Linked DNA regions of Vulpes vulpes: region 1 is linked to region 2. A link is a contact called in public Hi-C data. All regions are on one chromosome and are shown on one strand. Each heading gives the region's core, a stretch centred on a gene start, on an enhancer-like site or on the middle of the called end of the contact. The rest is flanking DNA. Distances are from core to core; before and after follow the strand shown. Region 1 holds the start of NUPR2 (nuclear protein 2, transcriptional regulator). Region 2 holds the start of NIPSNAP2 (nipsnap homolog 2).

What was found. Hi-C and Micro-C count contacts between places; a contact is called where the count stands out from the background.
Region 1: a Hi-C map of skeletal muscle shows a contact between it and region 2, with 3 times the contacts expected there. The contact joins the promoter of NUPR2 here to the promoter of NIPSNAP2 in region 2. A contact is called at or near these places in 2 of 3 Hi-C or Micro-C datasets (both in skeletal muscle).

What each region holds. Positions count from the first base shown.
Region 1 is chr3:75,103,458-75,109,773 of VulVul3, forward strand. NUPR2 (nuclear protein 2, transcriptional regulator) reads right to left here and starts at 2,007. Exons shown (of 2, transcript XM_026017502.2): 1 at 1,653-2,007; 2 at 1,155-1,386. The coding sequence starts at 1,955. The coding sequence ends at 1,659. CHCHD2 (coiled-coil-helix-coiled-coil-helix domain containing 2) reads right to left here and starts at 1,962. Exons shown (of 4, transcript XM_026017501.2): 1 at 1-1,962.
Region 2 is chr3:74,962,682-74,968,912 of VulVul3, forward strand. NIPSNAP2 (nipsnap homolog 2) reads left to right here and starts at 2,753. Exons shown (of 10, transcript XM_072752748.1): 1 at 2,753-3,068. The coding sequence starts at 2,977.

The DNA of each region.
Region 1 (6,316 bases), core at 757-3,256, 140 kb after region 2:
TTTGGGAAGATTAATCTGGACATAGTACCTCTGAGGCACAGCAGGAGAGTAGGGAAAGGAAAAATCCTGAAGGACAAGACAGTGGCAGTGGGGACATTACTAATGTCAGTGCTGCACTAGCTTCAGCAGCACATAGACTAATAATGTGTCTGTTACATACTAAGCACTAAGAACTTTACATGTATTACTTTCCTTACACCTCACAAGAACTCTTTAAATAGGTACTATATTATATCCATTTTACAGATAAGGAAACAGATAACTTGGAGTTTAAGCAGCTTGTACAAGTTCGTACAGGTGTTTGACTCCAGAGCCAGGACCCCCACTAGAGCACACCACCTGGAGACATTTTAAGAATATAAGACTTTGACAATAGAAGAGGGGGTTGTGTTCTGTAAATTTAAAAAAGTTTATTGAGTAACTTATGTGCCAGGGTCTTAACTGTATGAGATGTTTTATATGTTTAACCTATAACCCACGGTTTGGTAAGGTGATCCAGGATCATTCCCATTTTACAAATGAGTAGCCTGAGGCTTGGTGTAACTTAAAAATAGTTACCTCAGAAGTTTGCTGGATGCCACAGCAATGAACACTCACAGGATTAAAATTCAGGTTGCTCCTTCCAGTAAGCACCACGTTTCTTTCCTGACCAGGGACTCCCTACTGTGCACAGAGACCTAAAAGAATGCACACTGAAGAGGACAGCCACTCTGACATACTGTGTATAATTTTTAAGCCACAACTCAATTCTTGTTGTTGAACATGGAGTTTGGGGATGGTTCTGAATCACAGAATATTGCCTACAGTAGAGGAAAACTGATGCTGTAAGGAGTGAATACTTTTGAGTATCTGCAATAACTGGTCTTTGTAGAATCCCTTCTATAAAACGAGAGTAGCAGCGTCCACCTGAAAGGATTGTGAGATCAGCAGTGCAGAGAACCTAGCAAATGTTCAAAACACTATTACAACGAAATGTATTCCTATTCTGGCAAAAAATATTAAACTGCACACTACATCTATGAAATCTTGTACAGATTCCTATCTTTGTTCTCCCCCCCCCATTCATCTTTACGCATAAGACAAACTTATTTGTTCATTTTTGGACCTGAAACGGAAACGAGTTACCGTAGCAACTGGAAAAAACAAAACCAGAATTAAAATGCCACTCTTGCTGCTTTTAATTAAAAACCCTAAAAAGGCATACCCACTTGGACACTTGGATGTTACTTAATTAACAATCAGTAAGGGAAAGATACTGAAGCAGTAAACTTAAGCGATGTCGAAAAGAAGTGATGTTGACCAACATGGATTTTCTCCCTTACGACCAGTTACAGCTGGAGTCAGGGAAAATACTTTTATCAAGGCCTTCGGGTATCCTGCAGAAAACTGACAAAAAGAAAACTCTCTTTAGCCCATGCATAAACACTGGAAGTAAATTCTCCACTTCTATTTTAAAAAAGATGTTTCTGCGTCTCCCAGCCTCTTCTCCCAACTACAAAATCCAGAAGGTAGTTCTACGTTATTCTGAGCACAGCCCAGATACGTTGGCGTTAGGGGTCCGGCGGCGCCAGGCCAGCGCAGAGCGGCCTCGCGAGGGGGCCGGCGCGAGCGGGGCTTCCCGGGGGGCGGGGTCCGCGGCCGCCCACACGCACCTGCGCTCAGGGGAGGCGAGTGCGCGCCCTGGGCTGCAGCTGGCGCTGGCGGCGCTTGCGCTGGCCGTTGACGAGCTTCTGCGCGATCTTGCGCTCGTGGCCGCCGGGCACCGGCCAGTTGGTTCGCAGTTCCCGCTCGCGCCGCGTCCGACCCTTGCTGCGCCCGGCCCCGCAGGCCGGGAAGTCGCGCAGGTAGTAGTAATCCAGGCAGTCGCAGGGCTCCTCGTCCGAGCTCCCGGGCGGCCACCCCTCGGGAGGCTGCGGCCGGACCTGAGCCTCTGCGCCCAGAAGGGCCGCGTCCATGTCTCCCGCCCCCGGGCCGCCCGCCCGCGCGCGCCCCTCGGGACCGCCCTGCCCGCGGGGCGGGGCTTGCGGCTGACGTCACAGAGCCCGAGGGCGTCCCGGCGCTCCCCGGGAGAGCTGCGAGCCGCGAGCCCGCGCCGCCAGCGCGAGACGGGCCCTCGGCGGACCCGGCTGAGCGCTGGGTGCCTGGGGCCCGACGGGTCGCCCCCGAGCCCCTACCGCGGCGACGGAGTGCGCCGGGAAGGCGGGTCTGCACCCCTCCGGGTACAGCTGCGGTTGGGGGGCGCGCGGGGGCGTGAGACGTTCGCTCCTGGAGGCCGGGTCTGGTGTCCCAGCGCTGGACTCCTAAGACCTCTGTCCGTGTGAACGGGCCGAACGTGTCCCGGGGCTCCTGGGCGGCCGAGGTCGTGGCCCCGGGGCCCTGGGGTCGAGCCGCGTGGAGCTCGCTGCTCCGCGGGCCCGCGCTCCAGCTCTCACTGGCGTATCGGAGGCATCTGACGTGCAAGTGTTTCTGGCTGGGAGGCCAGGGCCCGTTAGCCCTTTCTCCTTCCCACCCTCCCGGGGTTGCTCAGGAGCACGAGTGCCTCGAGCTCAGGGACGGACAGCAACGGAGCGGGCTCCGCGCCCGCGACCACAGCCGGAACCGAGCGGGAGCGCAAGTCCTCGGTGGGAGACGCCGGAGCTGGCCGCGACGCGCGGGGCTCTGGGGTGAGGGCGGGAGCAGCGGGCGGCGGTGCGGGGCCCTCGGTGCACTGGGTGTGCGGCCCCGCGGGCTGCGGCGGGGCGTCGGGGGCCGAGGGGTGAGGGGGCAGTCGTCGGCGAGCTCTGCAGCGCCGCAGCCCCTGCGTCCACCCCCGCGCCTCGTGGTCGCGTCCCTGCCGGCCTCAGCGCTGCCCTCGCGGAGGCCCTGCGCTGAGCGCCCGTTCTCGGAGGCTCCGCCAGCCCAGGTAATCCTCTTCCCACAGAATCTGAGGCTATCCTCTAGAGGATTTTCTCTTTAATAGATGAGAAGTATCTCCATGCTTAAGAGACAACGACCCTGGGCACGTGTGTGACCCCCCGCGTGCCCGTAGCGCCGAGTCCCATCCCGCGCTCCCCGCAGCACGTCCCCGGCTCGCGGCCTGCACCCCGGCGCTCTGGGCGGGCGGCGGTTCTCCGTGGAGCCGTCCGGGGGCAGTGCGCTTAATAAAGTACCCAGAGGGGTTCTCTTCCGCCCACGGGTTACATTTGCCATTGCCAAGGCGAGAAACTAGTATTTATCCTTTTACTACTCTCCCACACAGGTTCTTTTTAAAAAATCTCTTTAAAAAATATTTTATTTCCTTGAGTGAGATGAGCATGCAGAGAACTGAAGCGGGATGAAGAGAGGGAGATGGAGACGCCCCTCCCCCCCCCCCCCCCCCCCCCGCCCCGCTGAGCAGGGCCCATGTGGGGCTGGATCCCAGGACCTGAGATCGGGACCCCAGAGGGATGCAGACGCCTAACCAGCTGAGCCACCCAGGCAGCCCTAAAAAAAAAAAAATCTCTTTAGAATTTGTTGTTATGAAAATATTCAGATATCTTAAAAGTGCAAAGTATAGAACAGTGAACTCCCATCACAGGGATTCAACAATCGTCATGACCCTGTCACATGTCCTTCACATCTCCCTTTCTTTCTCTGCTGCAGACTTTATGTCCTTTCACCCCTATATTTCTCAATACTTCGCTCTGAAAAATTTCAGATTTATTTCTTACATAACTGGAGTGTTATTTTCACACCTGACAAAAATCAACCAGTCCCCTTATTATCTTAATTCTGGGATCACATTTCTCTGGTTGTCCAAGAGACATCAGAATACAATTCAAAATATATATGAAATCTATACACGAAGCTTACAAGGAAGTCTCTCATATTCTAGGGCAGCTTCCCTGTCCTTTTCGTTTTCCCCTGACAGTGATGTGTTGCAGAAACTGGGTCAGTTGTCCTGTAAAATGTCCCACTTTGTGAATTTGTCTGCTGCTTCCTGGTATCATTTAACTTGTTCCTCTCTCTTTTATATTTCCTGTAAATTGACATTGGATCTAGAGGGTTGTTTATACTCAGATTCAATTTGAGGAACAAGAAAACTTCCTAGGAAGTAATGTGTGTTGGCATCACACCAGGATATCCACAATAGCTCACTGTGCCAATTTTAGGGATGCTATGACTGATCAGTGAGATCAGGTGGTAACAGCCTTTCCTTGCAATTGTGAATGTGGTTCCACATAAACTTTTATCTAATGATTTCATCTATATTTCATTTCTTTATTTGCTATTGTTTTCATTTGCTTTCATTATGGTCTATGAAATGTAATTTTTTTTTGAAATGTAATTTTTTATGTTTTTATTTTTTTATTTTTTTATTATTTATGATAGTCACAGAGAGAGAGAGAGAGGCAGAGACACAGGCAGAGGGAGAAGCAGGCTCCATGCACCGGGAGCCCGATGTGGGATTCGATCCCAGGTCTCCAGGATCGCGCCCTGGGCCAAAGGCAGGCGCCAAACCGCTGCGCCACCCAGGGATCCCTGAAATGTAATTTTTTAATTCAGTCATTCCCAGGCCATTTGGTTACTCTGAAATACATTTTGACAAGAAAGGCTAAAAATATTTAATTCCCTTTTATTTTTTTAAGTTTCTTTATTTAAGTAATCTATACACCTAATGTGGGGCTTGAACCCATGACTCAGAGATCAAGAGTCACATGCTCTTCCAACTGAGCCAGCCAGGTGCCCCTAATTGCCTTTTAAAGATGAGTTTTCAGGCAGCCCAGGTGGCTCAACGGTTTAGTTCCAACTTCAGCCCAGGGCGTGATCCTGGAGATGTGGGATCAAGTCCCACATCAGGCTCCCTGCGTGGAGCCTGTTTCTCCCTCTGCTTATGTCTCTGCCTCTCTCTCTGTCTCTCATGAATAAATAAAATCTTAAAAAAAAAAAAAAAGATGAGTTTTCAGGGATGCCTGGGTGGCTTAGTGGTTGAACATCTGTCTTCAGCTTAGGGTGTGATCCCAGGCCCAGGAATTGAGTCTTATATCGGGCTCCCTGTAAGGAGCCTGCATCACGCTCTATGTCTGCCTCTCATGAATAAATAAATAAAACCTAAAAAAAAAAAAATGGAAAAAATGAGTTTTCAGGTTCTAATAGACTCTACTTTTTTTCTTTCTCAAGTAGATTCTTGAGAATCATTATAAACTCATGGATCTTTTAAAAAAAAACAATGTGTTCAATCAATTTCATTCTTTTTTATTATTTATTATTTTTATTTTTTTAAGATTTCCTTTATTCATGAGAGACACAGAGAGAGGCAGAGACATAGGCAGAAAGAGAAACAGGCTCCATGGAGGGAGCCTGTGTGGGACTATTCTTTATTTTCTTTAAAGATTTTATGTATTTATTTATTCATAAGAGACACAAAGAGAGAGAGAGAGAGAGAGAGAGAGACACTTAGGTAGAGGGAAAAGCAGGGTCCATGCATGGAGCCCAATGTGGGACTCGATCCCAGAACCCAGGATCACGCCCTGAGCCAAAGGCGGATGCTCAACCACTGAGCCACCCAGGCGTCCCCATTTTTATTCTTTTTTAATACTCAAATTGTTCAGTCTTTGGCCAGTGGGAGCTCCTTCATGTGATTCCTACATTGTATTGGCATTAACCTAGTAGTCTTGTTTTCTGGTGAACCACAGTGTCCATCCAGGCTCATCTTATACATTGTATGCCACAGACCTGGAATCAGCCATTTCTTCCAAGGAGTCATTGATCTTTCTAGTGTAGGGAATGGATTTAGATGCAACAATCAAAGCCATATATTATGTTTCTTGATCTTTATAAGAACCTGGTGAAATATTACTGTCCCAATTTTCCAGATGACAAAACAGTTTAACAACTTCCTGGAGGTTGTATAACTAATAAAAAGCAGAGCCAGGCTGAGAATGAGATCTTCTGACCCTTAGATAATAGTTTCTTCCATTTTACTATGCCCCTTTATATAAACCCCTTACTTGTCAGTTCACAGATTGCTAAACAATTCTAGCTTCTGAGATGATGTTTAAAAGCAGGTGCTATGATCTGTCTTTGCTATCTTGCCTCAGAGCTCTGAATGAATTCTGATATCATTGCAATAAGATTTTATTTATTTACTTTAAAGATTTTATTTATTCATGACACAGAGAGAGAGAGAGAGAGAGAAAGAGGAAGAGACACAGGCAGAGGGAGAAGCAGGCTCCCTGCAGGGAGCTGGGAGCAGGACTTGATCCTGGAACCACAGGATCACATGTTGAGCCGAAGGCAGATGCTCAACCACTGAGCCACCCAGGCGTCCCTATCTCATTACTTTCTAATGAATTAT
Region 2 (6,231 bases), core at 1,503-4,002:
AACTGAACTGGGTGAGGAAAGAGGAAAAGAGGTTAGATAGATGATGTTCCAACAAGCAAAAGAGTGTCTAGGTCTCCGACAGGTGGGGTTAAATGGAACCTGTTATCCTGGAAAAAACAGGACACCTGTGCAAGCCATCTCAAAAACCTCATATTTAAAATGCTTATATATACTCTTTTTTTAAATCTTAAGATATTTTTCCTAATAATCTTGGTGTAAAAATTATGTTCCAGGAATATGCCCTGTATTTCTTTAGTGGCATTGAGTAACCTAAGCTGTACACCTGTGAGATAAGAGTACTTCCCCATCCCCCGCCCCACCAGTAAAAAGCATTGGGTTAATGGTCCTCCAGAGCAAGAGGATAGTGGAGGGAAAGATGCAGAGTAAGTGGCCTAATTCTAAGTAGCACAAAAGCAACATCAAGCTTACATCTCAGGGAAAAAAAAAATTTTTCAGGAAAATATATTTTAAAGCATTGGTCTCTTAAAAAATAGCTGGGAAGTTGGGAGAATGTGTGAGAAAGTCACAAAGGGCACACCGACATCACTGGCTTGAAGAAGCTTGCTTCCTGCAGTGGAGGATTGGGACATGTACTTTCTGCTCTGGGGAAAGCTCATTTTGGCCTCCCTTTTGGGTCTAACAGCTTTCTTTCTTTCTGTCTGTCTTTCTTTTTCTTTTTCTTCTTTCTTTCAAGATTTTATTTATTTATGACAGAGAGAGGCACACAGAGGGAAGAAGCAGGCTCCATGCAGGGAGCCTGACGAGGGGGGGGATCCAGGGTCTCCAGGATCATACCCCGGGCTGAAGGCAACGCCAAACCCCTGGGCCATCGGGGCTGCCCTGTCTATCCGGGTTTCTTAACCAGCTCACTAAGCATAAGCCAGTTGAGATCAGGAACCCGCTCAGCCACACAGCCTCTGGTCTCTTGTCCTGTGTCCCTTGGTCTTTTTTCTAATGGCCTCCAAGAGATATGTATGTCCCCGGTCTGGAGCAAATCCTTGCCACTCCTCCATCCTTTATGACACTTTATGTCCTCCATAATGGCTCCCTGACATTATTAACATGTTCAAATAGTCCTCCAGTCAGAAAACTCCAAAGCTGCCTTTGCCTCCAGGAAGCCCAGCTCCTGCCCCCACCCCTCTTAGGCAGAGGCCTGCCTGGATCACAGAGACGTCCCAGCTTTGCAGTCCTGAGGGCAGTTTCCTCTTGGCCTCCGCAGATTTGGACTGCCCTCCAAATGCTCCCCTCAGGCTGGGGCCTATTCCTTGTTTCTCCCCCTTCTCTCACTGACTCCCTTTCTGCCTAACTTGTCTTGGTTGCAGCTTTCAAGGTTACATTTGTGGCTTTTATCTTACCCAGGATACATTTTCCCTAAACCGTGCCATCATGACCTGCTTCTTGGCCTGAGATGCCCTCCCTTCCATGGGTCAACTCGTGTCCCCTCAGTGCCCTCTCTCATGTCGCCTCTTGTGAGCCTCTTCCTGCCAACACTTGACACACTCGGCCAGTTGTTGGTTCATATCCTGCCCTAACAGATGGGGGTGGCAGCACCAACCAAGGTTGGGATGAACGGGAACAATGTAGTCCCTAGACCACGAGATAACTTCAATATGTTTACATCCAGAATGATTCTTTTTAATTTAAATTCAATTTGCCAACATATAACACCAGTGCTCATCCCATCAAGTGCCCTCCTTAGTGCCTGCGACACAGTTATCCCATTATTCCCATCCACCTCCCCTTCTGCAACCCTTTGTTTCCCAGAGTTAGGAGTCTCTCATGGTTTGTCTACCTCTCTGATTTTTCCCACTCAGTTCCCCTCCTTTCCCTTATAATCCCTTTCACTATTTCTTATATTCCCCATATAAGTGAAACCATATGATGTTTGTCCTTCTCCGATTGACTTACTTCACTCAGCATAATACCCTCCAGTTCCATCCACGTCGAATCAAATGGTGGGTGTTCATCCTTTCTGATGTCTTCCATTGTATACATATAGCATATCTGCTTTCTCCATTCATCTGTGGAAGGACATCGAGGCTCCTTACACAGTTTGGCTATTGTGGACGTTGCTGCTATGAACATTGGGTGCAGGTGTCCTGGGTTTCACTACATCTGTATCTTTGGGGTAAATTCCCAGCAGTGCAATTGCTGGGTGTAGGGTAACTAACTATTCTTAACTCTTTGAGGAACCTCCACACAGTTTTCCAGAGAGGCTGCACCAGTTCACATTCCCACCAACAGTGCAAGAGGGTTCCCCTTTCTCCGCATCCTCTCCAACATTTGTGGTTTCCTGTCTTGTTATTTTCGTCATTCTCACTGGTGTGAGGTGGGATCTCATTGTGGTTTCGATTTGTATTTCCCTAATAAAAAGCAATGCGGAGCATTTTCTCACGTGCTTGTTGGCCATGTGTATGTCTTTAGAAAAATTTTTGTTCATATCTTCTGCTCATTTCATGACTGGACTTATCAAACTCAGCACCCAAGCAACGAACAATCCAGAATTTTTTTTTTTTTTTAAGATCTTATTTATTTAAAAGAGAGAGAGGCAGAGACACAGGCAGAGGGAGAAGCAGGCTCCATGCCGGGAGCCCGACGTGGGACTCGATCCCAGGACCCCAGGATCAGGCCCTGGGCCGCAGGCGGCGCTAAACCGCAGAGCCGGTACTGTACAGTAACGTCTGCTCATATTTCTCCTGCGCAGGCGGGTCAGGACACCCAGCTTCTTCCGCAGGGGGCGATGTCCTCTCCTGCTTCGCCGTCAGTTGCCCCTGGCGGCCACGCCCTCAGCCCCCAGCCCCGGCGGGCCGAGCCCCGCTCCGCCCCGCCCCGCCCCGCCCCACTCGGCGGGCCCCGCCCCGCCCCACCCCCGCCTCGGCGGGCCCGGCCGGGGGAGGGGTCGCGGTGGTGGCCGTGGGGCGGCGTCGGCGGCGTCAGCGGCGGCCCGCGCGGCGGGAGCCCAGGCGCCAGAGCAAGATGGCGGCGCGAGTTGTGCAGGCCTGTGGAGCGGCCTGGGCCGGCGGCGTCCTGCGGCGGGCCGCTCCCTGCAGCCTGCAGCCTGTGCTCCGGTGAGCAGCGCTGCCCTCCCGGGACCGGCCGCGGAGTGGCCGCCAGGGCGGAGGGCGCGGGTCCACGGCCCGCCAGCGCTCCCTTGAGCAGGCCCCGGGCAGCGGGGGCCGGGGCGGGGCGCGTGAGGGCCTCGGCACAGTCAGAGCGCTGTCCCGGCCGGCCGTGCTCAAGGTCACGGGGGGACGGCGCCCGGTGCCCAGGCCACGTCCGCGCGCCGTGTGGGCCTGGCCTGTGGGACCTTGACCCGGCGCGACCCAGGCCCTGGGCTCGGCATCCGGCTGCTCGCGGGCGCCCAGGGCGGGCTGTGCGCAGGGCCTGGGGTCCGCTCTGCGAGTGGCGCCGCGGACAGCACCGAGCTCCAGGGGGGAGAAGAGCGCCTGCCGGTGAGCCCCGGGAGCGCGGGGGCGTCGCGGGTGGGCTCGGCGCTGCCGGCCGTCGGAGTGGGGTGGAGAAGTAGGTGACGATCAGGAAGGTTTTACAAGTCATCAGCCCCAAGTAGGCCTTGGGTTCAACTTTAGACTTTTTCTAACCTCTGTGGATTAAATATTCAGCTCTCTTGAATTCATCCCTCTGACACATCCATGTCCTGTTTTCCATCAAAAACCAAGCTCCTACTGACTTACATAGATTTGCTTTCTTGCTTTCTTTACATTTGTCACTTAAACGTTATCTGTGGTTTAATAACGAGCCTCTAGAACTAAATTCAGTTGCTGCTTAACAAAAGAGTAAAGGGACTGCCTGTTCTTTAAACACTTATTATGGGCCAGAGAGTTTATTTAATTTAATCCTAGTACCAATCTTAAGGAAGTAACAGGATCTGCATTTTATAGATGAGACGTAACCTCCATGGAGGTGAGACATCCAGCTGGAAAAGGCATTTGAACTCAAGTTTATCAGGCTTCAGGCCTGGCACCCTTCCCTTCCTAGGACTAATGTCCACCTTGTGTTTCCAAATTTTTTTTTTTTAAGATTTATTTATTTATGATAGACAGAGAGAGAGAGAGAGAGGCAGAGACACAGGCAGACGGAGAAGCAGGCTCCAAGCACTGGGAGCCCGATGTGGGATTCGATCCCGGGTCTCCAGGATCACACCCTGGGCCAAAGGCAGGTGCCAAACCGCGGAGCCACCCAGGGATCCCCCTTGTGTTTCCAAATTTGATGTTTATGTTTCCAAGTTGATGAACAAATCAACCTTTTATTTTCATTCTGTTACTGAGCATCTGCTGTGTCTTATTTTTTTTCACACAGGTGATAAGAAACTGTGAAATTTATATTTTCTTTTTTCCAAAAAGACCCAGCATATTCACCTATAGATCCCATAGTCACAAAAGTAGTAAACTGGAGATTTGGACCTGGGTCTGCCCAGTACCCCCACTTCTTGTGGGGTCAAATGCTCTTGAAACTGAAGCACAACATGTCAGCTCTTGGATTACTCTCTCAGGCCCCTTGTATCTTTTGACTGCCTTAACTGTAGATGTTCTTTAGGCCTCAGTCTAGACCCAATTAATTCACTGCTTCTACAAATACTGAATGTATATGAGTGTATATGTCTTTGAAGTTTTGTGGAACTCAGCATAATAGTCATGGTCACTATGCCCAGCAAGCCATATGGCAGAGGTAAAAACCCATACAGACTTAAAGATTGAGGTAGTGGTGTCAGAGAACATCAGGGAACCTACCACATGAAATCATGGAAGGCCTCTCCAAGAAGGTGCCATTGAGCTGCAGCCTGAAGGGTCAGTGTGCAGGAAAGCCCTGACTGGGAAGGAGTGAGGCATACCAGCAAGCTCCAGAAAAGCCTAGGAAGGGGAGCATAGTAAAGGGAAGAGAGGCTAGAAGACGGTGGCAGGGAGCAGTAGCCCCATAATTCCAGGCCTTGCAAGCCATTTTAGAGAGTTTGGAATTTATACTGAAAGCCACGGAAGACATTTAAAGATATAAATTCTAGTGTGACAGGATCTGGCCTGTGTTTTTAACATACCAATCTGATTTGGAAAGCAGACAGAATCAAGGGTTGTGGCCAACTGGGCAGATGCTGGTGCCATTTCCCGAAAGTCCCTTGTTCTACAGGCATATGAGTGCCCATAATGTGCCAGGCGCTGTTGGGAAATATCAGTGAATAAAGTTGTTGCCATCTGGGAGCTTGCTCCTAATTCAGAGAAGGAAGAACAGGAAGGGAGAATCCAGAGCACTTCTGAACCTGGTAAAGTTGGAGATGGCTGTGAGCTATTCAAATGGAAAGGTATTTGGCCTATTTGATCTATTTGACTCTTCAAAGGAGATGTCTGGACTACACGTTACATTTAGGAGTTGTCAGTATATAGGAATGCTAAATGTTGATAGATATGTAGGTTTTGTTATACTGTTTTGCATTTAATTGAAAATTTTCTTAATAAAACATTATTCATAGGAATGGATGAGATTGCTTGAAGAGTGTGGATAGAGAAAGGGCTGAGAAACAGGCTTTGAGATGTCAACATCCACAGGCTACCCACATTATGGAAAGAGCCCAGATGTCTGTCCACCAATGAATAGATAAAGAAGATGTGGTATATATGTACAATGGAATATTAGTGATCAAAAAGAATGAAATCTAGCCACTTGCAACATGGAACTGGCGTGTATTATTGTAAGCAAAATAAGTCAGAGAAAGACAAATATGATTTCAGTCATATGTAGAATTTAAGTCACAAAACAGGGAAGAAAAAATAAAGTGAGATACAAACAGGCAAACCATAAAAGACTCAGATATGGAGAACAAAAAGGGATGGGCATTAAGGAGGGCACTTGTTGGGATGAGCACTGTGTGTTATATGTAAGTGATGAATCACTTAATTCTACTTTTGAAACCAGTACTACAATTGAATGAAATTAAAACAACTTTCCCAGGCTAAATGTAGGAAGGAGAGGGAGCAAGGGAATGTGGGAAAGCCAGTGAGGTTGCTGTTTGTGGCAGTGCCCAAAGGGAGGTATTTCAAGGAGGTGGTGGCCAGCTGTGCCAGATGTTGCTAAAAAGTAAAGATGACAGAAGACTGGATTTGCCCCTAGGGATCCGTGTGTGACCTTGCAAGAGGGATTTCAGAAGGGAAGGATGCTGTCTTCCCAGGAGATACATGCTAGCACCTCTTACCTAGCTCTGCTCAGTGACAGGCCTGGAGTTGC